2 separate regions of the Mus musculus genome follow, and region 2 is linked to region 1. A link is a contact called in public Hi-C data. All regions are on one chromosome and are shown on one strand. The core of a region is the stretch at or near the end of the contact, and the rest is flanking DNA. Distances in the headings are between cores, read along the strand shown.

Region 1 (6,361 bases), core at 2,148-4,647:
TGCAAGAGGGAGCCCCCCAGGGCCATGGCTTCATTGTTCTGTCGGGTGACTCCTATTAGAGCAATTCCAAACTAAAAAATAGACAAACATGGGCGAGCTACTCCGAATGAGGCTGTCATTGCTAGCTGCTGTCTTCCCTGGATTTCTGTGCGTAGACATCACCGTAGGCAGTCTCCTGTCTCCTGTCTCCATGAACTCACAGGCTTCTTTCCCTTCCTTCCCCTCTTTTTTCTTTATCTCTCTCCCCCTTCTCCCTCATCTTCTCCATCTCCTTCATCTTCTCCATCTCCCTTATCCTCCCCTTCTCCATCTCCCTTATTCTCTCCTTCACCTCTCCTGTGATTTTTCTGAATGGATTTGATCCAAGATGGGAACTAGAACCTAAGCACTGTGTTTCTTCAGGTTCCTTCCCTGCCCTCTCCAAACCCCCCAGCTCTCTGGAGCAGACACAGAGAAGGGACGCTAACAGCCTGCAAACAGGCTGGAACACACGAACATACTCTCCCTTTTCCTACCAGGTCTCTGGGGGTACCATCAAAGAGCTGATGGAGGCCCTGCAACAGATGGGCTACACAGAGGCCATTGAAGTGATCCAGGCAGCCTTCCGCACCCCGGCAACCACAGCCTCCAGCCCCGTGACCACTGCTCAGGTCCACTGTCTGCCTCTCTCGTCTTCCTCCACGAGGCAGCACATAGGTAAAGAGGCTGAGAGAGTTCCTTTCCTCGCTGGCAAGGTCTTTGTGCTCTGGGACGTGGCACTACACTCCCTTTCCCTAGTCTTTTTCCTGACATGTGTTCCTCTGTGGCATGCCACCCGCTCCCTCCCCACAGTGCTCCTCTGCGCACACAGGAACAGGCAGTTCCCACAGACACTCACATTGGCATATAGGTCACTTAGAATCCCAGTAGACACTGGACATGGCGGGGAGGGTTAAAGAAACACTACTTCTCATATTTGTTAAATTTGGAGAAAGATTCTAAGAAAGGTGCACAGCCCTGGGCCACAGGACAAGAAGTAGGACCCAGGAAATATGCATACTGTATGACCCTTCCTTTCATGCCACCACCCTCAGGTCCCCCACCTCCTCCCTCCCTCGGCACTCCCCGTCCTTCAGCTCCCACCCTGCTCATGGTCCTGCCTTTGTCTTCCCACACTAACATCCACCTGTCACCCCCAACACATGCATTTGTACGAATGGATCTCGGTACAGGCTTGAATTATGTCATTGTTCCCGGCCCGTGCTTTCTCTAACCTCTGCACCCTTTCTTCTTGTTCATTTTCTACCCTAGCCACAAACTCCACTGAGACCAGGAACAACTAGCATTCTCCCATCTTTGTATTATGCCAGCACCCGGGTGGCAGGCCTTCCATCTGGGCTCAGTAGGTTATGTCTGCCTTCCACCTGGGGCAGTCCTCCCCTGGGAGCCTGCCTGTCACCTTCAGCAGGTCCTGGACACCTGATTCTTGCCTCTTTGTCCTGTACTGTCCTTCCTTCCCCACCTGCTGTGGAGAACCTCTTGCTAGGATGTAACTTCTCATCTTTAAACACTGGCCCGCCTGGCCACAGGCTGCTTAGCCCCGCTTTGATTAATGTTACATCTCAATGAATGGCTTTGTCCATTGATAGCGCTTTGGTTAGCTCATGTTTTCACGTTTGTATGATACATGCTGTTATTTTTGTTCGCATTTCTCATATGGGGGAATCTACAGGTAAACACAGCCTCCAAGTTCAGTAGAAAAATGTCATCATTAAGAGTATTATATCCAATAAACAGTAAACAGATTTTTTAAAAGAGAAAGAAATTTAGAGAAAAACGAGACATCACTTCCTTGTTACACCCTTTAGTTGAGTTCAAACTTCTCAGAAGAATATGATAACTGCTGGTCAGCTCACCACCTCTGTCTGCCATCTGCTTCTGTCCCCTCCTCTCCTACACTCTCCTCCACGTTGCCCGATTGACACTCATCCTGTCACAGCTGATAGCCCTCACTCACCAGTGTCCTCTCAGGGCCTTGTCACCCACACCCACCCTGCTGCCTCCTCCTCACTCCTGTGCATGTATGTGTGCACTGGGGTCCTTAGGGCATTTTTATACATACTTAGTTCTGGTTTATTCTCATGACTCCCTCAGCTCCCATCGCCCCAGCCCTGGACCCTCTACTCCCTCCCTCCCCCCCCCCCCCCGCACTCGCTCCCTTCCCATTTTCACATGTGTTCCCTACCCTTTCCATCCCTTTAAAGCCTGTTTTCCGCCCCCTGGAGGCCTTTGCTAGTTTTCTGGCCTCTGCTCACGCTCACTTCCACATGAATATACATACGTGACTGTTGGAAGCTAGGATCCACACGTGAGAGAGAACGAATGGTATTTATGTCTCTGGGCTGCCTTGATTAGTATTCTCCATTAACCTGCAAGTTTCATCTCTCTTTACGGCCGAATAAACTTTTATCATCTTCACACAACTCTTGGCTCTTGCACAAACTCATACTGGCCATGACTGTCAAAAGTATAGCCAGGCTGTAACAAAATCTAAGAGTGGCAATGAATACTTTCTGGCATTCAGGTCCTCATGCTTAACCCTGAAAGGGCATCTCTTCTTGGCAGATGCCAAGTTCCACCCATCCTCACTGCTTGCCTGAACTCCAACAGTGGCTCCTAGTCAGCCTCTTTGACTCTTTGCTTGCCCCTCCATCAGTTCTCTGCACCACGGTGATGTGACATGATAGGGCTCCAGTCACAATTAAAAACTAAATACTTAGCAGCTAGGAACACGGCAAGTGTCCCCTCCTCTACCTTTGGGAAAGCCAGGTAGGGTGACAAATATGTACAACCCGGTAGCCCACTCATAGAGGAAAGGACACCGAGAGAGGTGGATCCACGGGACTCACTGGCCAGTCTCTAAAAACAAGATGGAGAAGGAACAAGGAAGTCACACAATGTTGACCTCCCCACACCCCACACCTGCACATGAGCACACATCCCACAAACACAAAGCAAATACTTAAATACTGTATTAAATTTCCATCATTGTGACCAACTTAGGAGAGATTTGGTTGGGCACACAGTTTTTATAGGTCCCATGGTCCACTGCCTTCGGGGTATAGCAAAACCCTTCATCACGGAGGAAGCACATGGTAGAGGAATCCTACTCACTTCAAGGTGTTTGGAAGTACACAGAGATGGGGAGGAGCCCCAGTACAGATCTCTTTCAAAGCCACGCCCTCCATGACCTAACTTCCTTCTGTGAGGCCCCATAGTCAAAGAGTTGTATCACCTCCAGATAATGTCACAGGCTAGAAACCAAGCCTTTACTTAGCACACAGCCTTTGTGGGACATTTTAAGATCCGAACCATAATACACAGTAAGCCTTTCAAATGCTGCCCAGTCCCTGTTACACAACAGACAGTTGACTGGATGAGGTAACACCAGGACACCGCTCTGGCATGGTCATTGAGTCTCAGTGTTCTGACGTTAAGATTCAATGATGAGAGTCAAACATTTGCTTAGTAAGTGTTATGCTTCTGTTTCTTTAGTCACTCTGTACAGAAATAATCTGCTCTGGTTCCCAGGAATGCTTTTCAGGCGATAGAATTTAACTTAAGCTTTTGGTATAGACACATTTAAAAAAAAAAAAAAAAGCCTCATTTTCTTGCACCAAAAGAAAATTTTCTAGGCAATGTGTATTCTTTAAAAGCTCATACAGCTCAGAGAAAGGTGCCATTTTTAGTTCCTGCTTCTGTTATGAGTTTATTTTGCCTTGTATTCAGCAGTTTGCCCAGCCGTTAAAAAAAAAAAAAAAAAAAAAAAAGACAAAAGGTAAAATGATAGAGCAGTTAGAAAAATATGCCTCACTTTACAAAGGAAAACATGTTTATCCTGAACCAAGAGAATTCAGAACAGATTCTGTTCAACAGAAAGACTGATGTACCCTGTAGCACTCTCTAATGTCATTTGATAACCCTGCCATTCACACAGCCAAGCAGCACCGGTGGCATGATGGGGAGGTGGGATGCCGTGCTGCGCAGGAGCTAGCAAGCACAACCCTCCATACCATAGTCCACACGGAGCCTGGGAGGGAGCCCACTGCTGTGGATGGTGCTCTAGGGCACTGTGACAAAGCTCTCTGGGTTTATATCAGCCCCCAGCTCCTATCCATCATGGAAGGGATTCAGGGCAGGAACCCAAAGACTTTGAATCTGAAACTGCTGAGCACCCCGGCTTGCTGCCTCATGGGCTCATGCTCCACTGGCTTTCTTACACAGCCCTGGACTGCCTCTCAGGGAGTGGTGCTGTCTACAGAGGATAGGTCCTCCTCCAGTCAGTTAACTGTCAGGACACGCCCACAGACCAGTCTCATCTGGCTGGGCCCTCCCTCATCTGCACCTCCCTCCTCAAGTGATTCTAGACGTGTGAAGTTGACAGTTGAAGGTGACAGGGACAGCAGGCAGAACAAAGCCCTTGCCATGGCCTAACTCAGCCCCTCATGAGTCTGTGCTTTCTCCGCAGATGAACTCCGGGATAGTGACAGCGTCTGTGACAGTGGTGTGGAGACATCCTTCCGCAAACTCAGCTTTACAGAGTCTCTTACTGGAGACAGCCCACTGCTATCTCTGAACAAAATGCCCCACGGTTATGGGCAGGAAGGACCTATTGAAGGCAAAATTTAGCCTGCTGGCCGTTCCCCCACACTGTGTAAACCAAAGCCCTGACAGTCCATTGCATCGTCCCAAAGGAGGAAGGCAAAGCGAATCCAAAGGTGCTGGAGAATCGCCGGCCTGCAGGGTCACTCGATTTCATTCAAGGCCTTCCGAATTTGGCGTCCTTTCTTGGTTCTGAAATGAAATGTAGTTGCCACGCACAGACGGTGTCTAGCAATCATGGCGCTCGCTCGCTCAGCTGCACTCTATGGCTCAGGTGCAGTGTCTTGAGCTTTCTCTGCTGCTACTGGATCACATTTGCTTTGTGTTGTTACTGCTGTCCCTCCGCTGGGTTCCTGCTGTCATTAAAAGGTGTCGCTGTCCCCACCCGGTGTCCTTTCTAGCCATCTACTGTAAGTTGTGCATTCAAATTAAGATTAAGGAAAAACATATTTTTAAATGAGTACCTTGATGCGCAATAAAAAAAAGACATTTCTTTTTTTAATGTGGTTTATCTGTGATTTAAAAATAAAAAACACATGAACTTACAATATTTAAAACATGCTACAATCAGTGCTGAAAATAGTATTTTCCCCGTTTTATGCATTTTACTATTGTAAATATGTTTTCTAAATCAAATACTTTAAAAGAAGAAATGTTGAATTTATAAATGCTATTTACTTTTTTATTTTACTTTTATAATAAAAGTACAAGCACATTGTTGACCTAATCTTGTCTGATCTCTGCAAATGCTTTCTCAGAGGAGTCCCTGTGACTGTGGGAACAGCCCCACAGCCCGTTTGTCACATCCACATTCTCCTTTAGACACATTTCTTTGAAGCTAGAAATGTTCAAACTGTGGAAATAAAAGTGTTCTAACCCAAGACTGAGGTTCCGACCCAGGCAACATCATCTGGACGCCTAGCATCAACATTCCAATCTCTACACCGTTCCTCTCCAGCGCATGCTGTCTGTGTCTATGAAGGATAACAGACCCCAGCTTCAGCACTTCATCTTCTGGATACGATGTGGCCGTTGCGTTCATAGCTAACTACACAAAACCTGTACAAGATGTGGTCCTTCATCATGTATAGAGAGGGACTGATGAAATACACACACACACACACACACACACACAGACACCACAGCAACTGGCTGTTAATAGTTGCTAGGGGAATGGGAGTCCTTTCTTCAAATGGTATAGCACATACTCCAGTAACTATTCCCTCCCCATGTTCATGCAGGCAGCCCTAATTAAACTTACTCATACACACAAGCACAGAAGCAGGAAAGTAGGAGGCGGAAACGAGAAGGCAGCGGGGTTTGTGGATATGATCTCAGTACATCCTATACATGTTTAAGATCATGAGAAAATATACATTTTAATTAAAAACTAAATTCCAACATATGTAAAAGATTTTCCAGTATGGAGTTTAGTAAGTCTGCATGGCTGAAAGTAGAAAGAGGGAAGATTAATGGCTTGAAAGAGGTCTTAGTTTGGACTCTGGTGTGTGACCAAGGTCATTTAGTGTGTAGTGTAAAGATCAAATCCAAAACCTTCTGGTGAAGTGGCTTGGCAGTTAAGAGCACTGATCTTCCAGAGGACCAGTCAGTAGGTTTAATTCCTAGAACCCCTCACAGCTCACAACCACCTGTAACTTCGGTCCCAGGGAATATGATGCCCTCTTCAGGCTTCTGTGGGCACCAGGCATATAAATGGTGC
Region 2 (6,376 bases), core at 2,091-4,590, 88 kb before region 1:
AACTACTTTGCTGTGTTTAGTATTTGTATTATTAGCACAGTATCCCAGGCTTCTGCTTTTAAACACTTTGCGTCTTTCATGTTAAAAATAATTCATAGGAAAAGCATTTTCTTGCGTCTTGCTTTTTCTGTACTGTTTACCATGAATGCTTTTTATAGCTGAGTTTATTTTATTTGCATTTAATATACCTCTTCTTTATCCACATTTTGTCTTTCATTGTCATCTTTTAAATGAAATAAACGTAGCACTTGAAGAGTTCCATTTTATCTCCCGTCTGGTAGTTCTGTAAAACGGTGGCTTTCTGTAGTAGGACTTTCTGCATCCTGCGTCTATAGCGAGTGAAGCGCTATGTACCTAATGTGGAAGCTTTGATTTGTTCTCACCTCTCTGCTAGTGCTGGTAGACTTTTTTCCCTCCATGGGTTCAGAATACTCCATAATATATTGTGTTGTTCAATGTGTTTGTTGTACAGTAAGTTTGAACATACTGCAAAGCGAAAGCCCCATGTGCCCACACCTTTATCACCAGTAGTGTTTTCCTTGTTTCTTAAAGGTCCAATTCTATCTCATTTCCCTTCACCACAAAGATCTGCTTTTAGGATGTCTTCTGTCACTTCTACGCGTTATGAATTCTCTCAGCTCTGCTTTATTAGAAAGTGTCAGTTTACCTTTATTGTCAAACCATTCTGGGACAAAGCTACCTGCTTCTTTGTGGCTTCAATGTTTTTGTTGTTCATTATAGATATCATGATGTGAAGAGTTTGCATGTTTTTCTTTTATTCAGAGTTGAGTTTTGTCCTAGTAGGCCTTACTAAGATGCATTTAAAGTCGCCCTTATTTTATGATGTGTTCTTGACTCTTATAACACGGTTTTCCCCTAGACTGCTATAAGCACACATGTTCAGAACGTTTACTGATGTCTCTTCAGCCCACGTGATTGCACCCTCAGTGTCTCTCAGCTCTGTATGGCGTCTGTAATCTTATCAGAGCATTTATAGAACAACAGTGGCTTTCACTGAGCTTTTTGGGATCTCTGTTAGGATTTCATCAGAGTAAAGGTGGGCTGATTATAGATTTTTGAGGCTTTGCACATATACCATTTCTCTGACCAATGAGATCACTGCTCTTTATTTGAACTCTGCTTCCTGTGGCCTGGATTAGAAAGTGCCCTCAGTCAGAAGGTGAGCTTGGAGTTCACTTAAACTGTGCAGCCTGTATCTCTTGTTTAGTGTCTCAGGCTATTGTGTTTCATAATTACATATGAATTTGGCAAGATCAAATAGTGGTTGATTTATAATGACTGAAATTAGATTTGTGTGGATTTTTAAAGATTTTTTTTTTCAAGACAGGGTTTCTCTGTGTAGCCCTGGCTGTCCTGGAACCCACTCTGTAGACCAGGCTGATCTTGAACTCAGATCTACCTGCCTCTGCCTCTGGAGTGCTAGGATTAAAGGCATGCTCCACCACTGCCCAGCTGTAGCATGCTATTAATGATTTTGAAAGACATTATTCCAGGGCATTTATATATTCAATATGTTGGCTAGCTAGCATTTCTCTACAGCTTTGTTTTGAAACTTTCTCATCATCCCAGAAGAGTGCCTTGAATGTGGTAAATGATGGCTCCCTTCCCAGTCTTCACTCACTCCCCTGGCCTCTGGCAAGCAATGATGTGTTCCTCTTCCTACGAATGTGCTTGTTCTTGGTATTCAATGTGAAGGGAATTGAGTATAGGTGAGCGACCCTTTCTGTCTGGTTTCAGTATAAATCATTTAGTCTACTGGTTTTGAAATACAAAATCAAAACTCCCATTGCTGGCTGTAAGGCACACCATTTAAGGAGACTGTAAATATATAATGTATGATTAAGTTGCATAGAAACAGTGAACCATAGTGCAAAACCACCAGGAAATGTTATAGACCTTATGGACTGAGGCGATAACAGTGGAAGAGAAAATACAGGTTTTATGGAAGAAGTTGATTTTGAAGTACCATGTTGTGGAATACATAATATCTAAACAGGATAGAATCTCGAGTGTGAAGAGATGTACACACTGGAAAGAAATGACATAGAGCTGTTACATGTGTGTGTGTACACATGCGTGTGTGCGTGTATGCAGTGAGCATTCACATGTGTAGAGGTCAAAGGACAATTTTGGAAGCTGGTTCTTTCCTTCGAGCATGTAAGTTCCAAGTAAGGACTTAGGTCCTTGGGCTTAGCAGCAAGTGTTTTTACCTGCAGAGCCCTCTTGTTGGCCAAGCAATGCATCTTTAAATGATTGATTTCCCTATAGTAAAGTGCTTGTGTTGGATCATGGTGATAGTTGTGGTGCTTATATAATATATAATATAATATAATCATATGCTGAGTAGTTGCTCTTTGGACTTCACTATGTAAAGCACCTGGCTGTGATCTGAAAGATATTTAATCAGGAAGATACCCTGCCATGGGGGTGAGCGGTAGAAAAGCTGTTTCTGTCAGAGTGAGGTAATAAGGTCTGCCCTAGGGTGTGGCTATGGACATAGAAAGGAAGTGCACACACAAGAAACAGTGTGAGGAAAGAAGTGAGCGACAACAAGACTGTTCACTGCATTGGTTGGAGAAGGCTACATTTGCAAGAATGAGACAGTCAGGAGTCGGGCTTGTTGTCGAGTAGTAAACTGTAGACATTAGGGTTGATGGGTTTAATGTATCATTAACTTGTTTTCTAATGGCATCGTTACCTAAAGCTAACAGGGGCTCATTACCAAATACACCTTCAGAGCCTTAACAGTTCTAATCATGTACTGATGTCACGGGGGTTGGGCTCGTATCTTGGATAGCTTGGGTTTTTTGTTTTGTTTTGTTTCTTTTTGCTCTTTCCTTTTTTTAAAAAAAATTATTTATTTTTTGTTCAATTGAGAACTCAGTAGCCGATGGAGAAAAGCCAGTGCAAAGTCCAGACCGTGACTAAGAGTGTAATTAAAGCTGTGATACTGAATTGCCAGGGTAATTAACCCATGCTCCACACGCCCTCTGTTCCCATGACACTGACCAAGCTGTATCGTGTAGGCTGCTGTCTTTCCATTTACTAACCGTTCTGATTGGCTAGCCTTTGCTGCGGCGAGATAAATCATGAAGAAGCACATAGAAACACAGATATGCCTCATTTCTTGCGACCTGTGACTGTGTGTGGTGATTTGTCTGGCTGCTCTGTGGAGGTCCTCAGCTGCTCTGCCACCGAGGGCTCAGCCTGGGAAGTCTTGGCTGAGCTCTGCTGCGTTTCCACTCCACACGTGGGTTCTCATCCTCCACTGGGCTGGCCAGGCCTTTCCCTTCCAGGAAAGAAAATCCAGTCATTGAACGGCTTCTTGAAAGCCATGTTCATGACTCATGTCTGCATCCTCCTGTTGGTCAGGGCCTGCCAAGGGCCTGACAACATTCAAGGGGCAGAGATGTCAATTTTATTGTCCCTGTGTTGTGAGGGATAGAAAAGGGCAGTGGCCATTGTTTTGAGCCTACTACAGCTATAAGCCCTGAGTTCAGACTATGCCACTCTTGTGTAGTTTTGTTTCTTTGGAAACTGACAGGGTAGGCAAACCTCTTTCTGATGGGTTGATGAAGGGCCAAAAACATCCAGGTAACATTTCAAACATGGTTTCCCTGTGATACAGACCATGGCATACACAAGTATCACAAATCTGTTCCTACAGCACTGTGGATGACACACACACACACTCTCTCTCTCTTTCTCTCTCTCTCTCTCTCTCTCTCTCTCTCTCACACACACACACACACATGTTTTAATTTTTAGTTTAGCTAACTGTGGCTTTTGTGAGATATTCTCTCTCTCTTTCTCTCTCTCTCTCTCTCTCTCTCTCTCTCTCTCTCTCTCTCTCTCTCTCTTTCTCTCTCTCTCTTTCTCTCTCTCCCTTCACGTTTGGATTGCCTTGTAAGTAGCTCATCTGAAATTCATGCACTGTAAGGTCCTATTCTGTTCTCTGGGTTACACTGTAGAAGAGTTCTATGGGCTCACCAGGTACTAGATGTAGGAACAGAAAGCACACTCGGGAGAAGGCATGTTGCAGAAACGAGAGAAACATGCTGAGACTCCTAATGTGCATCTCCCCAGTGGAGACAACACAATTTGACTGGACAGTGTGTGCATGAAGGCTAAAGAGCGCTCAGGGAATATAGAGGGAGCCTCTTCCCGCTCCAGTCACCGTGACAGCATGCTACTTCGTGTGTTGGCATGCACAAAATTGGCAGAACGCCTCAAGTGTGGAGAATTCACCATTATAACAAGATTATAGTAAGCAAAAAATCACTCCACATCACGTAGAAGAGGGAGTTGGCAAAGGCGGCTGGTTTAAAGCAGCTCTTTGCAATCTTCTCTAGAGGGTCTTATCTGAAAGCAAACAAAAAACAACAGGAACAGCTTGAATGTTAGCAGTTATCCTGGCAGGCAGCACTCCAACCCAGCCCAGCCCACCCAGCCCCCAGCACAGGTGTGTAACCCTTTAGTAGCCTACTTAATATGGCTGAAGAGATAGATGGCTTAACTAGTAAGAGTGCTTACTGCTCTTGCAGAGGACTCAGGCTGGTTCCTAACTCCCACATGATGACTGACAACCTCCTGTCACGCTGGTTCCAGGGGATCTGGCACTCCCCTCCTTGCCTCTGCCAGTACCCTTACATTTGTGGTGCACAGTCATGCTTGCAGGCAAAACACTCAAGCCACATAAAATAAAAATTAATAAAACCTTGAAAAAAAGATCCTAGCTAGCAGTTAATATCATGAGTAGACTAGCTCCAGCCAGAACTTTTGAGAGGCTTGAAGCAAAGATGTTTTTAAATGAATAATACTTCTGTCAAGAGGAAAATCACATCACCCATTACGCTAGTACAAGGGCCATAAGCTGTGCAGTTAGAGAGGCCAGCTCTAGTCTGTCAGCCTGAGCAAATGACTCATTCTCTCTGAAGCTTGGCTCTTCAGGTGGACTCTACTTTCTGGGCTCAGCATAGCAAGAGGGCAGCATACGTAAGCATTACCTCCGGTTCCTTAGTTATGTGGAAGCAGTCTGTCAAGCTTAGCTTTCCCCATACAAAGGAGAGCACTTGTCCTGAGGCCAGAGCACTCACTGGCTTCTCCTCCTCAGCGTAACTGGCACCAGGGATTAGGTAAATTGTCCCTGGGTTAATCCTGAGCCTTCCAGGATCTTTGGATCACTTCTAGAAGATGGTAGGACCAGCCATCCAGTCCTGTGAGCCCAGAATACTTCAGAGAATAACTTCTAAACTCCCCCTCAGGGAAAAATACAAGTTATAGGGTAATGGCATGCAACCACTTCAGACTCAAATATGTTAGACTGTCAGTAGCTATTGGCAGAAAATTTATCTGTCTTTGCTACAGTTCTATTGCTGTGAAGAGACATCATGACCAAGGCAACTCTTCTAAAAGAAAGCCTTTAAATGGGCCTGGCGTACAATTGTAGACGTTTAGTCCATTATCATGATGGCAGAGAGCAGAGGACACAGGCAGGCACAGAATCAGGAGCTGAGAGTTCTGCATCATGGTCTGTAGGCAGAGAAAGACAGACTCTGGACTTGGGATGGGCTTTTGAAACCTCAGTGCTCCTCCTCAGTGACAGACTTCCTCTAACAAGGCCACACTTCGTAATCCTTTTAATCCTTTCAAATAGTGTCACTCCCTGGTGACTAAGCACACAAATATATGAGCCTGTGTCTTTCTCAGGACAACGAAAAGTTTATCTTGCATCTTTCTTCCTATAATTTATCATGAGTGAGCTATTAGACTGTCTGGTGAGTTAACATATGTTCTGTATCTCCCACTCACTAATAAGCTTCGCATGGATTAGCTAGCTGAGTGTTTCCCATGGGTCTGCCAGCCCATTAGGCTGACACTCCATCATGAATGGGTTTCTTCGTCAGCTCTCAGATTTGCATTTGCAGTGCGTGCATGTATTGTTCTAGGTCATTGTCACGATGCTCCTGGTGAAATAATATTGAAAATAAAAGAAGTGGGAAACCAGGTTCTGTAAATCTCAGTGTGGTAGCATGCACAGAAACATTGATTTATTTTTAAAAGAAAGCTTTTAGAAATCAGCATTACTGAAAAAAAAAAAGTCCATTGCCAGCCTTTATCATTAGTGTGACATACTGTCAGACAGGAGGACACACAGAAAGGGGGACGCTTCTGAAGAGCAGTCAGGAATAATTAGGAGTGTTGACGAATTCATACTTCATATTTTATTTAACACTGTCAGGGCATTTTAGGTTCAATGATTTAAATTTAGATTCAGCCCCCTTTTTATTCTAATACATGTCTAATGTGTATTAGATAAATTTCCATGTCACTGTACAAATCTCCCCATTGTTAT

Evidence for each region. A called contact is a pair of places that touch in the nucleus more often than the background predicts.
Region 2: a Hi-C map of muscle stem cells shows a contact between it and region 1, with 1.9 times the contacts expected there. The contact joins two enhancer-like sites. A contact is called at or near these places in 1 of 39 promoter capture datasets (the HPC-7 cell line), 10 of 484 Hi-C or Micro-C datasets (CD8 T cells, bone marrow-derived macrophages, conventional type 1 dendritic cells and 6 more), 4 of 115 datasets of contacts at active chromatin or transcription factors (bone marrow-derived macrophages, embryonic stem cells and memory CD8 T cells) and 3 of 9 other capture datasets (adipose tissue, liver and pancreatic islet).

Annotation. Positions count from the first base shown.
Region 1 is chr3:135,583,662-135,590,022 of GRCm38.p6, reverse strand. Nfkb1 (nuclear factor of kappa light polypeptide gene enhancer in B cells 1, p105) reads left to right here. Exons shown (of 25, transcript NM_008689.2): 24 at 519-696; 25 at 4,508-5,368. The coding sequence ends at 4,668. Among named protein-coding and RNA genes, the nearest start is that of Gm46827, 22 kb to the left of the region's middle. Within about 2 kb of position 3,397, at least 77 of the 459 cell types and tissues checked have an H3K27ac peak or open chromatin away from gene starts, as enhancers often do. A contact at or near this core is called in muscle stem cells and regulatory T cells, where this site is marked.
Region 2 is chr3:135,671,820-135,678,195 of GRCm38.p6, reverse strand. The region is part of intron 1 of Nfkb1 (nuclear factor of kappa light polypeptide gene enhancer in B cells 1, p105); the gene reads left to right. Among named protein-coding and RNA genes, the nearest start is that of Nfkb1, 17 kb to the left of the region's middle. Within about 2 kb of position 3,340, at least 128 of the 459 cell types and tissues checked have an H3K27ac peak or open chromatin away from gene starts, as enhancers often do. A contact at or near this core is called in muscle stem cells and regulatory T cells, where this site is marked.